3 separate regions of the Sus scrofa genome follow, and regions 1 and 2 are each linked to region 3. Evidence: chromatin contacts called from public Hi-C and HiChIP or PLAC-seq data. All regions are on one chromosome and are shown on one strand. Each heading gives the region's core, a stretch centred on a gene start, on an enhancer-like site or on the middle of the called end of the contact. The rest is flanking DNA. Distances are from core to core; before and after follow the strand shown. Region 1 overlaps LOC110259814 (a long non-coding RNA gene). Region 2 has its middle 58 kb from the start of DLL1. Region 3 has its middle 27 kb from the start of PSMB1.

The links. Hi-C and Micro-C count contacts between places; a contact is called where the count stands out from the background. HiChIP or PLAC-seq counts read pairs in DNA pulled down with a chosen protein or histone mark.
Region 1: a contact with region 3 is called in an H3K27ac HiChIP or PLAC-seq map of skeletal muscle. The contact joins two enhancer-like sites.
Region 2: a contact with region 3 is called in a Hi-C map of skeletal muscle, with 2.7 times the contacts expected there. The contact joins two enhancer-like sites. A contact is called at or near these places in 1 of 47 Hi-C or Micro-C datasets (skeletal muscle) and 1 of 2 datasets of contacts at active chromatin or transcription factors (skeletal muscle).

The regions. Positions count from the first base shown.
Region 1 is chr1:288,420-292,259 of Sscrofa11.1, forward strand. LOC110259814 (a long non-coding RNA gene) reads left to right here. Exons shown (of 5, transcript XR_002342130.1): 1 at 1-1,954; 2 at 2,650-2,757; 3 at 2,947-3,151. Among named protein-coding and RNA genes, the nearest start is that of DLL1, 92 kb to the left of the region's middle. Within about 2 kb of position 1,687, at least 34 of the 83 cell types and tissues checked have an H3K27ac peak or open chromatin away from gene starts, as enhancers often do. A contact at or near this core is called in skeletal muscle, where this site is marked.
Region 2 is chr1:255,316-258,916 of Sscrofa11.1, forward strand. No RefSeq gene overlaps it. Among named protein-coding and RNA genes, the nearest start is that of DLL1, 58 kb to the left of the region's middle. Within about 2 kb of position 2,341, at least 2 of the 83 cell types and tissues checked have an H3K27ac peak or open chromatin away from gene starts, as enhancers often do. A contact at or near this core is called in skeletal muscle, where this site is marked.
Region 3 is chr1:48,437-52,323 of Sscrofa11.1, forward strand. No RefSeq gene overlaps it. Among named protein-coding and RNA genes, the nearest start is that of PSMB1, 27 kb to the left of the region's middle. Within about 2 kb of position 1,320, at least 6 of the 83 cell types and tissues checked have an H3K27ac peak or open chromatin away from gene starts, as enhancers often do. A contact at or near this core is called in skeletal muscle, where this site is marked.

The DNA.
Region 1 (3,840 bases), core at 437-2,936, 240 kb after region 3:
CCTCCCGCCACGCTTTCTTGCTCAACCTCGTCTGTTTATGGGCAGTGTCTCCAACTAAGAAAGCAGCCCAGGTTGGTCCCCAGCACTGGTGGGTTGTCGTCACTGCTCCTGAGTGAGGGGGTGCCCTGTGAGGGGGTGGTGTCTCCTGAGCACAGGCCCTCAGGGACCATCCCACCTCTCTGGGTCCCTGCCTGTGATTCTGAGACGAGATCAGAAGCCAGCACAGAGCTCAGGCGGAGGTGAGCTGCTCCAGGAGGGCTGAAAGGACCCGGCTGCCGCAGGCGAGCACGGGGCCAAGCACTGTGACCCGCCCCATCCCCATGCTTCCTCCAGGTGGAGCCAGGGCCCAGGAGGATGTGCTGGACCCCCTCTCAGCTGCGCTCCTGGGAGCCTGGCCCAGGCTGGGGTGGCGGACACGTTGGCGTCAGAGGGAGAGCCAACCCCACTCCTTATCCACGAGAGACCAGCTTGGCCGCTTGTCTGCTGAGACGGCCTTGGGGCCACCTGGGTTTGACAGGCCGTGGGGCCCCCGAGCAGTCCATCCAGTGGCTGATGGATGAAGATGGCTCTGTTTGGGCTGACTTGTGTCCCCTCCAAGGTCGTATGTTGAGTTTCTACACTGTAGTCCTTCAGAATGTGAGCTGATTTCGCGGTAGGGTCCTGGAAGACGTGGTCGGTAAGGGTGAGGTCCTGCTGGAGTCAGGTGGACCCTGACCTGGTGATGGCAGTCTCGTGGGAAGGTGATGTGGGGGTCCCAGGGGGAGGCAGTCTCAGGGAGGAAGGAGGCTGCCTGCAGGGGCCTTCAGAGGGACAGCCTGACACCATGTCTCTGGTCTCCGGATGCAGCAGCCTAGACCGAGGTCCTATCCCAGCTGCCCAGAGACGCACAGTGGGCACTGGATCAGCTCGCATGCCAGGTGGACAGGTGGCTGCATAAGCTGAGGCTGGTCTGCATGCTCAGAAGGTGATTCGTAGTTTCATCATCGTGTTTCATCAGCTCCTGGGGCTTCAGAGACCTTCATGGACGTCGTAAGGTACTGGCCAAGGGATCCACCTCTTGCCACAGGAAACTGGGCCGTGCTGGCCCTTTGCAGCCGCCTGGACCCTGCCGAGGACAGAATCTGGCCATCTTCGCCCACACGGGGCTTGGGTCAAGCTCAGGGAGAAGGCGGGCATGTGGTGGGCGGAGGGCCGGCCAGGACAGCTCTGGGCCGGCAGGCCTGGGGCCTCTGCCCAGCGGAACACATCTGGTCCTCGAGTCCCGTGGGAGGTGGGGAGCCGGACCTTCCCACGGCGGCTGTGGGGGCAGCATTTTCTCTCCAGTTGAAATAGAAACCAAGTGCCAGGAAGAGGGAGGCGGAACTGGGGGTGGGGGGTGGGAACGGCTTGAACTGAGGTTTCTGAACTTCAGAAGCAGCTGCTTTGAACACTGGTCCTTCTTCTTTCTCCTTTAAATGTCTGTTTCTGAAGCCCTTACAGGGGGCTTTCTGGGCTCGCCAGGAGGGGCCACGTGGTGTCAGGAGTCGGTCCGCTCCCCGGGCTCTGGCTCCACAGCTGCCACCTCCCCCTGGTTCCCGGGAAGCAGTCGTCCTGGCGGTGTGGATTGCACTGCAGCTGCAACCATCTAGAACATCGAAAGGACCTCCTTAAAATAGTCGTGGTCACCATGACTCATCGGCTGCCTGCACGGAGGGCAGCTGAGGCACCAGGGAGGCCGCAGCCTCCCAGGAGCCCGGCCCCCACTTGCTGGGAGTGGCATCGGCCTCCAAGCAAACACCGTGCCGTCCCTGCTGCCCAGATCTCTCATCTGGGGGGCGGGGGAGGCCGGGCCACTCTCCAGGGGGTGCCTCCAGGCAATAAATATTTCATAAGGGAGCAGACCTCGGCAGTAAAGATTAAGGAGCTTCGCATCCTCAGAGAGAAGAAAGAGCTGTTTGATTCTGCGGGTCAGCTGGTGTGTTTCCGAAGGGGAGGGCGCCAGGCTGCGGGGGAAGCTGCTTAGCGTGCTGAAGGCTGGTCTCAGGGATGCTCTGCCGGGGGGGGGGGAACCCGAGGAACAAGACCACACTCCCAAGGCCTTCCTGCGGCTCCTGGCTGGCGGGCTCCCCCCGCCCCTGAAAAAGAGGAGAGCGGAGCGGGGAGGTCGTCCTGGTCATCTTCCTGCTGACCTCTTGCGCCGAATTCGAGAAAGACCTGGGGAATCCGTCATCCGCCTCGGGCACAACTAACGGCTCATTTACAGTCTTTGCACTGCTTTCATTTTTTCCTTGGGGAAATTATCAGAAAATAATAAAGAATTTATTGGTTAGTTTTTAGAGGAAAACTGGGGAATCTGGCTCCTGGCAAAACCCACCATGAAGAGCCGTAAGGCTGAGAGGCGACCTCGCCCACCTGGGGGCTGCAGGCGGCTCGGCCCTGCTGCTCCATCCTGAAGGGCCAGCAAGTGCCAGGCCTTTGTCCACTGGAGCAGCCTGGTCCATCCAGAGGGACCCCAGGCCTGCCTCAGGTCTTAGGGCAGGGCCTCACCTGCTTGTTCCCTCTCTGGATTCCCAGGCACCTGAGATCAGCAGGAAGTGGGGGGGGTGCTGTCCCAGGGCCCCACAAGCAGAGGTTGAACCCATGGTTCTTTGCTCATCCATCCCCTCCCAGTTGTGGCCCAGGCGTTGTCACACGGAAGAACAAGCTTCTTAGCTGAGGGCGGACATGGAAATCATGGCTCCCGTAGACATGACCTCTGAACAAAGGTGGCAAGCCCAGGTGAGCCCAGGTGAGGGCCCAGCTCAAAACACCAGGAGTGTCTACACCACTCACACCTGAGGGTTAGAGTCCCTATGACACTGTGTTGTCTACACCTCATGGCCTCCCCTCCCCATATGATGGCTCAGGAGGGGTCCTGAGTTTTGTTCTTTAGCCTCTGCTGGTCTCGGCCTTTGGTTTACATCTCAGGTGGTCCAAGTCGGCCCTGGGTGTTGGTGGATGGAGGTCTCCATGGCGATTCTTGGTGCTCCTGGGCTTGGAGAACTTGGAGATCACGGCCTGGAAAGGCTAAGGTGACCAGCAGATGTCCCATGGAATTGCAGGATGTCATTGGCAGCCTGGTCCCATCAGGAAGTACTGTTAGCTTAGCTGAGACATGCTGCTGGCTCCAGAGGTAAGTTCTGTGACACCTGGAGGAGGCCTCAGTGCCTGACCCTGGGGGAAGCTTGATGACCTTGGGCTCAGCCTGGCAGAGTGGCCCGGGGGGCCCTTGCCCTCCTGCCTCAGGGGCTGCTCAGGGCGCAGAGCTGGCTGCCGCCTACGTGTGGTTCTTTTGGGCCTCGGGGGGCTTGGACCGCGTGTCGAGTCTGTAGCACTCTGTTTTCAGACTTTGGTTTTCATTGCTGGTCTCGCTCTGTCTCTGTTCCTTTCCTCAGGTGTTTCTATTGCTCTGCAAGAAAACTGTGGCTATTTGACCTCTGCCCCAAATAAGCTGAAGTCATATTGCCTTAAAAAATTGTTTTATTGCAATGTAATTGATATACAATGTTGTGTTAATTTCTGCTGTACAGCGAACTACTTCTTTTTTTAAATATTCTTTGCCATTATGGTTCATCTCAGGATACTGGGTATAGTTCCCTGTGCTGTACTGCCTTGTTGCTTTTTCCATTCTGTGTGTAATAGTTTGCCTCTGCTAATCCCAAACTCCCAATATTTCCCTTCCCCCTTCTCTCTTTTCAACCACAAGCTCTGTTCTCTATGTCTGTGAGTTTGTTTCTGTTTTGTAGATAAGTTCATTTGTGTCCTATTTTAGATTCCTCATGTAAGTGAGATCATATGATGTTTGTCTTTCTCTGTCTGACT
Region 2 (3,601 bases), core at 1,091-3,590, 210 kb after region 3:
CTGCTCCGCAGCGTCCCTGCACGCAGGCACCGCGTCAGGACCCTCCCATGGGGACGCAGGATCTTCTCACCCGCAGCCCTCAGAGCGTGTGCAGGAGCCTAGCCCTGGCCCTGTTTGGTGGGGACCAGCCCTCGCTGGCCAAGGGGGCCAATGTTTGGGCCTGCACCCCTCTTGCCCGCGGGGGCTAGAGAACACGAGGGGCCAGGTCACAGGGCTGACCCCTCTCAGTCTCAGTTTTTCCTGAACATGAACAAGCCTGTGTCTCCAGGGGGAGACCAGACTTCAGTGTCCCCACTCTCCCACCGGATCGCAAGCCAAAGGGAACCTGTCGGAGGGGAAGGCGCCGCTTCGGGTGGGAGCTGTGGGTTTATTTTGCTTTATTTTCATTGCGGCCCAAGATTCTCTGGAAAAGTGATGTTTGATTCTGACGTCGATGCCAGCTGAGCTCCTGTGGCAGAAGCGAGGACCGGAAGTGCCGCCAGGGACAGAAGTGTGGACCGAGCCCCTGGGTGGGGGTGTGTGTGTGCGGAAGTTGAACCCTCCCCAGCCCGGGTCACGAGAGCAGAGGCCAGTTGGTGAAATCGGAGAACGGGTCTGGGGGGGGAGGCTGAGAGCTACCTCTGTATGTAGGTCAGGAATGCAGGGGACAAGATTCAGGGGAGACTCAGGGACAGGCAGGCATTGGTGGCTGTCTGAGTCCCTCCCCCATTCCTCCTTCCTGAACGCTCCTAGAATGGCCACTGGCCCCAAGAAGGGGACCTGCCAACCTGTGCCACAAGCAGAGGGCTGAGCTAGGCAATATGCCACATAAATAGGCAGTGACTGGTTTTGGTTGAAAGATTTAAAATCCCAGATGGGGAGTTCCCACTGTGGCTCAGAGGTTACGAACCCGACTAGTATCCATGAGGATGCATCTTTGGTGCCTGGCCACCCCAACTTCAAGAACGCCCCTTCCAGTGGGGGGGGGTGCTGGTCTGAGCGCCCCCGGGGTTAGGGTGACTGGCAGAGTGAGTCACTGAATTCACGTTTTGAGGGACGATGTTGCCCCACAAATTGTTTTTCAAGCTGCAGTGGTTTAGGGTGTGTGAGAGGTGAGCGTGCCGTGCGTCTGTGTGGGCGTGTGTACGGGACTGAGGCGCAGAGGTCCCCCAGTTCTGTGTTCTTCCCATGCTTGTGCCTGAGGCTGGCCTTGCTGCATACAGCTTTGACTGGTAGAGCTTTCTAGAAGGTCCCACGCAGTAGCCTTTGGGGCATGTGATACTGAGCACCTAAAGTGTGGCTGGTGAGGATGAGCAATTTATTTTAAAGCTCATATTTGATCTTAATGAACTCAGTGTAAACGCTCATACTCGGCTGGAGGCCCCCTTCTGGGGCGTGCAGGTCTGCCTGGCCGAGCCAGGCGGCTTTTCCCTGCCTCTCCTCGGTGCCCTGCGCTCCTGGGAGGGCCACCGTGGACGTCCCCTCATTTCCTCTTCTGTCTAAGATTGTCTGAGAGATGGTTTGGCCGTGTTCTGTCAGGAACTGTCCACAGGCGCTTCATCTTTCTTCATGGGTAGCACGCGGGGCACTTCTGAAGCCAGGAGGCCCGGGGGCGGCCACACTTGGGCGCTGCAGCAGATCAGGCGATGCTGGCACGTGTTCTGGAGCGGTGCTTGCTGGAGGGAGACGCTACAGGTCAGAGGACCCTAGGGAGTTGGGGAGAGAAGTTGCAGAGACCAGGCCAGGCGAGTTAAGGATGCCTCCAGGAGGTGACGCTGCCCAGGATGGGGGTCTCACGGGCCTGCAGCTGGGAAGAGGGCAGGCTGAGGGGACAGGGCTGGGTCGGAGGGTGGCCCAGGCTGACACCTGGAAGGGAGAGAACAGATGGTGGCTGCCCCAGGCTTCCCAGGAGGCCGGGTACGAATCCAGGCCGAGGCCCCGCCCGGGCGCTCCGGAGGCTGACAGCCCTACCCGTGACCTCTGTGGAGGCAGCGTCGCGGCTCGGCCAGCCCGCCCTCGGGATAGGAGGGGCTCCTTGGGAACTGGGCCTTGAGTGCCCTGTCATCTGTCTCGAAGGCCACATGTGGCGTGATGTTGGCATGGTGTTAGAACCTAGCGCACTAGGGAGACACCTTCAAAGCTCTAAGCGTCAGACGCGGGCTCAGCAGCGCTGCGTTGGTCCCCCTGTCTGTCCGCTCCCACGCTGGCTCAACAGCGGGCTGAGGGAGCTTCCGGGCGACAGCATGGGGCTGTGAGGCTGGCCGTCCCAAGCTGGCCCTGGGCGGATACCAGGTCAGCAGCCCTACCCTTGCCCCCGGAGCTGGCGTCTGCTCTGTGCCTGGCCTTCTGGGTGAGATGCCAGCAAGCAGGGCCGGTTCTGCCATGGCAGCAAAACTCGGCTGACGCTTTCTCCAAGTTTGCAGCGGTACAGCCAGGTGATTGGCAGTGACCAGCCTGTATGATGTGTCCCCAGGAAAATGCCAAGGTTGTGAGCAGAAAGAGTCCCGCACTCTCCTGGATTCAGGTCAGCCGATGTCAGATGGTGGGTGCAGTGAGCTCAGTGTTAGGAGGTGAGACCGGGTCACCGAGGCGCCATTCACAAGCATCGTGGAATATTTACAGGAGAGACGGCTGCTTCCTCAGCTTCCACTCATGCGTTTTAAGTTTCCACGTGAAAATAGGGGAATGTTAATTGTCTTGGAAACTTGTGAAAAAAGTTCTATAATAAATTTTTAGTTTTAATGATTTTAGGTTCATTTAGTTTTTTATTTCATCTTGGTTTAATTTTGAAAATCTATATTGCTAAAATTACTATCAATTTTATAGAAATTAAAAAATTTATCAATACACTTTTGTCTTTTTTTTTTTTTTTTGCCTTTTCCATGGCCGCTCCCTAGGCATATGGATGTTCATAGGGTTCTCTTGTAATTTGAAAAACGTCTCTCTACTGTAACTATTCTCCCCGTTCATTCCAAATATGCACTGTGTACCTTCTTTTTCTTGACCTAGTCTTGCAAGGGTCTTATCTGTACTTCTGCAAAGAGCAGCTTAATGTCTTGTCTTAGTGGTCACGCGTTTTAAATTTTGTTGCTTTTTCTTTAATATTTACTTCCTTCTGTTTTCCTGAGGTTCATTTTATTTCCTTTATATCTTATTAAAACACTTAACTAGTTCCTTTAGGCTTTTTCTGTCTGATAAATTTATTTATAGCTATAAATATCCTTCTAAATGCTGCCTCAGATCTATATCACATACTTTGCTAAGTAATAATTTTATGGTCATTTAGTTCTGTGAAATTCATACCTTGAAACGTGTGATGGCTTTTTTGTGGCCTGGTATGTGGTCATTTTTTGCAAAGGTTTCTATTTACTTGAAAAGAATATACGATCTATACATGTTGTGTTCATACTTCTACGTGTGATGATTTGATCAAATTTGTTAATTATATTTTACGAATCTCCATCACTCTTAATGTTTGGTCCACTTCCATTTATCACTTTCTAAAAAAATATTAAAAATTTCTACCAGATTTTTGGAGTTCTCGTCGTGGCTCAGTACTTAACCAACCCGGCTAGCATCCATGAGGACTCGGGTTCGATCCCTGGCCTCGCTCAGTGGGTTG
Region 3 (3,887 bases), core at 70-2,569:
GTTAACTATAATGTCCAGTCTATGTTCACATTTCCTTGATTGTTTCATAAATGTCTATTTACACTTCATTCAAATCTGCAGCCAAATATTTCAATCTCTAGCTCCGATCTTCCTCCTTCTCTGTGTTAATCTTTCTCAATCTCTTTCTCATTCCCGCAAAACTCAGTTGTCAAAGGAGCAGATGATTTGTACTGCAGAGTTCTCTGCTTTCTGGATATTGCTGATTCTATTCCTATAGTTTCCATAAATGTCTTTTCCTATAAATTGGTAGAGTTTGAGGCTTGATCAGATTCAGAGTTCAATTTTTCATCAACGGAGCCATCTAAGTTTACATGTCTTTCCGTTGCTTAGATTAGCCAATTTGACCTGTTTCTATTAAATAATAATTGACTGTGATATGACACATATCTGAATATCATTGACCTTTTTTTGGCTGCACCCACAGCATAAGGAAAACTCAGGCCAGGGATCAAATCCCAGCTGCAGCTGCAACCTATACCACACCTGCAGCAACACCACATCCTTAACACACTGTGCCAGAGTGGGAACCCCTGAATTTTTTAGTTTATGCCATTATGAGATAAACTTCTGTTTCTTAAAAAGCCACAGGCTTCTTTCAACATAGGTGCCAGATTCAGACCGAGCCAGGCTTCCAGCCCCTCGCTTGTGGGGTATGGATGTCCCTTTCCACCTGCCTTGGAGCAAGGTCACCTAACCTCTGAAGGGACAGCTCCAGGGATGTCCACCCAGCCTGTCCCCTGGGCCACACAGGAAGCCCCCTCACAGCATCTCTGCTCTCCTTCAGGGCAGTGCATTTTCCTCAAAAGTTTTTTGTTTTTAAGCAGGGTCTCTGCTCTATCACATTACCCTGCTCTGTGTTAAGAATGTAAATATCACTTGTTTTCTCAAATAACAAACTTTCCATACTATCCAGCCCACTACCTCAGGTGTTTTGCTTGCTCTTGTCTTTAGCTCTCTATTCAACACTGCCACCTCGCTGATGGTCCACACCTTGTTTGTGCTTTATTCCCGGGGATAATGGTAAGAATGGGCTGCTATTAGTCTCATTGTCACCTCTGCCTTTATTGTTCCTGTGTTGGGACTATTTTGGGAGAGGGCCCCAGTGCCGGCTGTGGGACATATTTAACCTGCCAGCTGAGGGTGGTGCTCCAGCTCGTGCAGACAGCTCCTCTGGGCACAAGTGGCAGAGGGCACGTGTGACAGGCACCTCTTTTGGGAGCCCAGGTGGCCAGGCTCTCTTTTAGAAACTTCAGAGTCAAGCTATTTGCAGGGATGACCCCTTGTGCTCTGGCCGCCACGCCTGCTCCCTGCCCATGGGGCTCAGATCCCTGATGGCCTTAAAAGGAGAGTCAGACAGCAGGCTGCACAGGCCACACTTCTCCCCGGAAGAGTGCCAAGGGAATGGTTTGCGAGACCGAGGGTGCCTCCCAGAGCTTGGCCTCAGAATAGCCTGGCCACCTTGAGTTTCCCTTAATAGCCAGCCATGAATCAATCATCCGCAATCTATGTAAAGGCTTTTTGTAAACCTATTTATATTTTTATGTCTGTGCCACTGTGAAGAGCCATTGAATTCAAATGATTTTTTTCCTGAGGCATGTTTTTCTCTCTTATTTTCCTTAAACTAAAGCCATCTTTAAGTTTCCAGGGTGCCCTCTTGCCTCTGTGACCTGGGTTGAGGGGAAAGTGACTGTCACATCCACTTGTCAATGTGCCATGGGGAGTTCCTGCCACGTCAGTGGTGCCAACTTATTGTCACTGTCACCTTCAGTTGGAATACTGCAGGGGAACTATATGTTGCCCAAGTGACATCACTTCTAAGTGTCTTTCCTTTTGCAGTAGATTCCAGCTCAAGAAATTGTCCAGAAAAGGAGACATTTGTTTATCTCAGTTTCCTCCATGACTACATGCCAGAAGCAGCTTCTCCAGGGACAGGATCCCATGCAGATGTGCGACTATAGCGACTCTCCTTCTTTACCGCTGTGACAAATGTGTGTGCCAGGAAAGTTATAGATTGGCAGTGAATTTGTGTGAAATTCTACCCAGAAAGAGTCACAGCTGTGCTCACTCCGCAGCCAAGGTGACCGTGGAAGCCAGGAGGAACCCAGGGTGTGCAATAAGCCCCTGGGTGTTTACAAGACACCAGGTTGGGGGGGTGGGGGATTGTCCAGGGACCATACATTAAAAAAACTAGCATGAATTGGACACTCATGTGAAATAAGGCCCAGGGACACCCTCCACTTCATCTACCTTCACATGGGTGCAGTAGGTGGCCCCCCTACTGGGGTCTTCACTGTGCTCCCCCACCTTCCCAGGGGCGCTAAGCAGCAGCAGAAATCACCCTGGATGCAGCTACGCCCATACCAGGGCCCTCCAGTCCTGCCCACCTTGTCTCCCTCTCTGGCGACGCCAAACTGCTCACTGTTGCCCAGAGATGCTTGTGGAGTGGCCATTAGCCTTGGGACCCTAATTCCATTGTTTGCCAGTTGTGTGGCCTCAAATATCCCAAAGTTGGAACTTCCTCACTTGTGAAATGTGTGAAATATTATCACTTCTCCCAGGGAAGCGTGGACGAGGTGATGTGTGTAAGTGCTGGGCCCAGAGCCCAACACACAGGAATCCTCAGTGAGCTGCAATTATCATGATTGAGTCCTGTGGGCTATAACTTTTCTGGAGGGCCCGCAACCCACGCCGCCTCATCTGCCAGGAAACTCTTCTTCAAATCCTTCAAAGTCTAGCTCAAGTGCACCTCTGGGAAGCCACACAAACTTGCCGTGCCTCTGCCCCTCATTCTCTCTCCTCTGGGCTCAGATGCTCCGCAGAGGGTAACTCTTCACTTTCAGCCATATCTTGGGGGCTGGCGGGGGGCTCGCTTACTTTGTACCTCGGTTCTACATCCATGCCTACCATTACTGCTTGAAGAATATTTGCTAAAATAATCAAATCAATCCAGGACTTTCCTGAATAAAACTTTGGCTAGAAGCTATAAATCTCATTGATTCTTAAGGAATTCATCATTACTAAATGTAATTTTGTAAGAAAAACCTTCCCAACACAGGGCGGGTCAATGGGGGTGGGGTGGAAAGATAAAAAGAATTCTTGGTGGTAAGAGTTTGAGGAAATGCTGAGCTTGCATCTCCTCCCAACCCAGTGGGAGCTTGATTTCCAAATTAAGCAGTTGTGTCCGAGCTTAGGAGGCAGCAGCTGCCACAGTCAGGATACAGTGCTTTGCAGCTGACCAGTGCTCTTCCTGGATCTCTTCCCCTCTGCCTAGTGCGCACCCCTGCTGGCCTTCTGTGGGGCTGGCCTGGCTGCTCCCCGAAGGTCCTTCAGGGTCAGTTTACTGCAAACAGCCCTCCCCTTCCATCTGTGTTTCAGGTAAAATTCAAAAAATGCAAAATATTGTAAACAACCCAGCATGATACGGTGACTATAATTTCAGACCCCAAAACTAAGTTTGTCAATCAAGGATGGACTTCTGATCTGTGAACTGATTTACATGAGAAGTCTATAAAGTTACAAATATTAGATCATATTTTATTCTTTCTTTAAATATGTGGACTATGATTTAAATTCGAAGCCATTTCAGAATATCCAAAACATAGGGACCACACAGGTAAGTCAGGCTGCAGTTATTTAAGCTTCAGTAACTCAGAGTCACAAATTCAAACCGTAAATGGGACCACTTTTCTGAAATGGTGCCTCATAATCACTATTACATTTTAAAATTTAGCTCAAAACAGCATGTTTCGTTTGAGTTTTCTAAAAATATCAAATGGACAGGCAAACCATACACAATTTAGAAAACAGACTGAAATACATCAAAATATTGAAAGTGGTTGATGTTGATGGTGGGATTATGGTTTTTT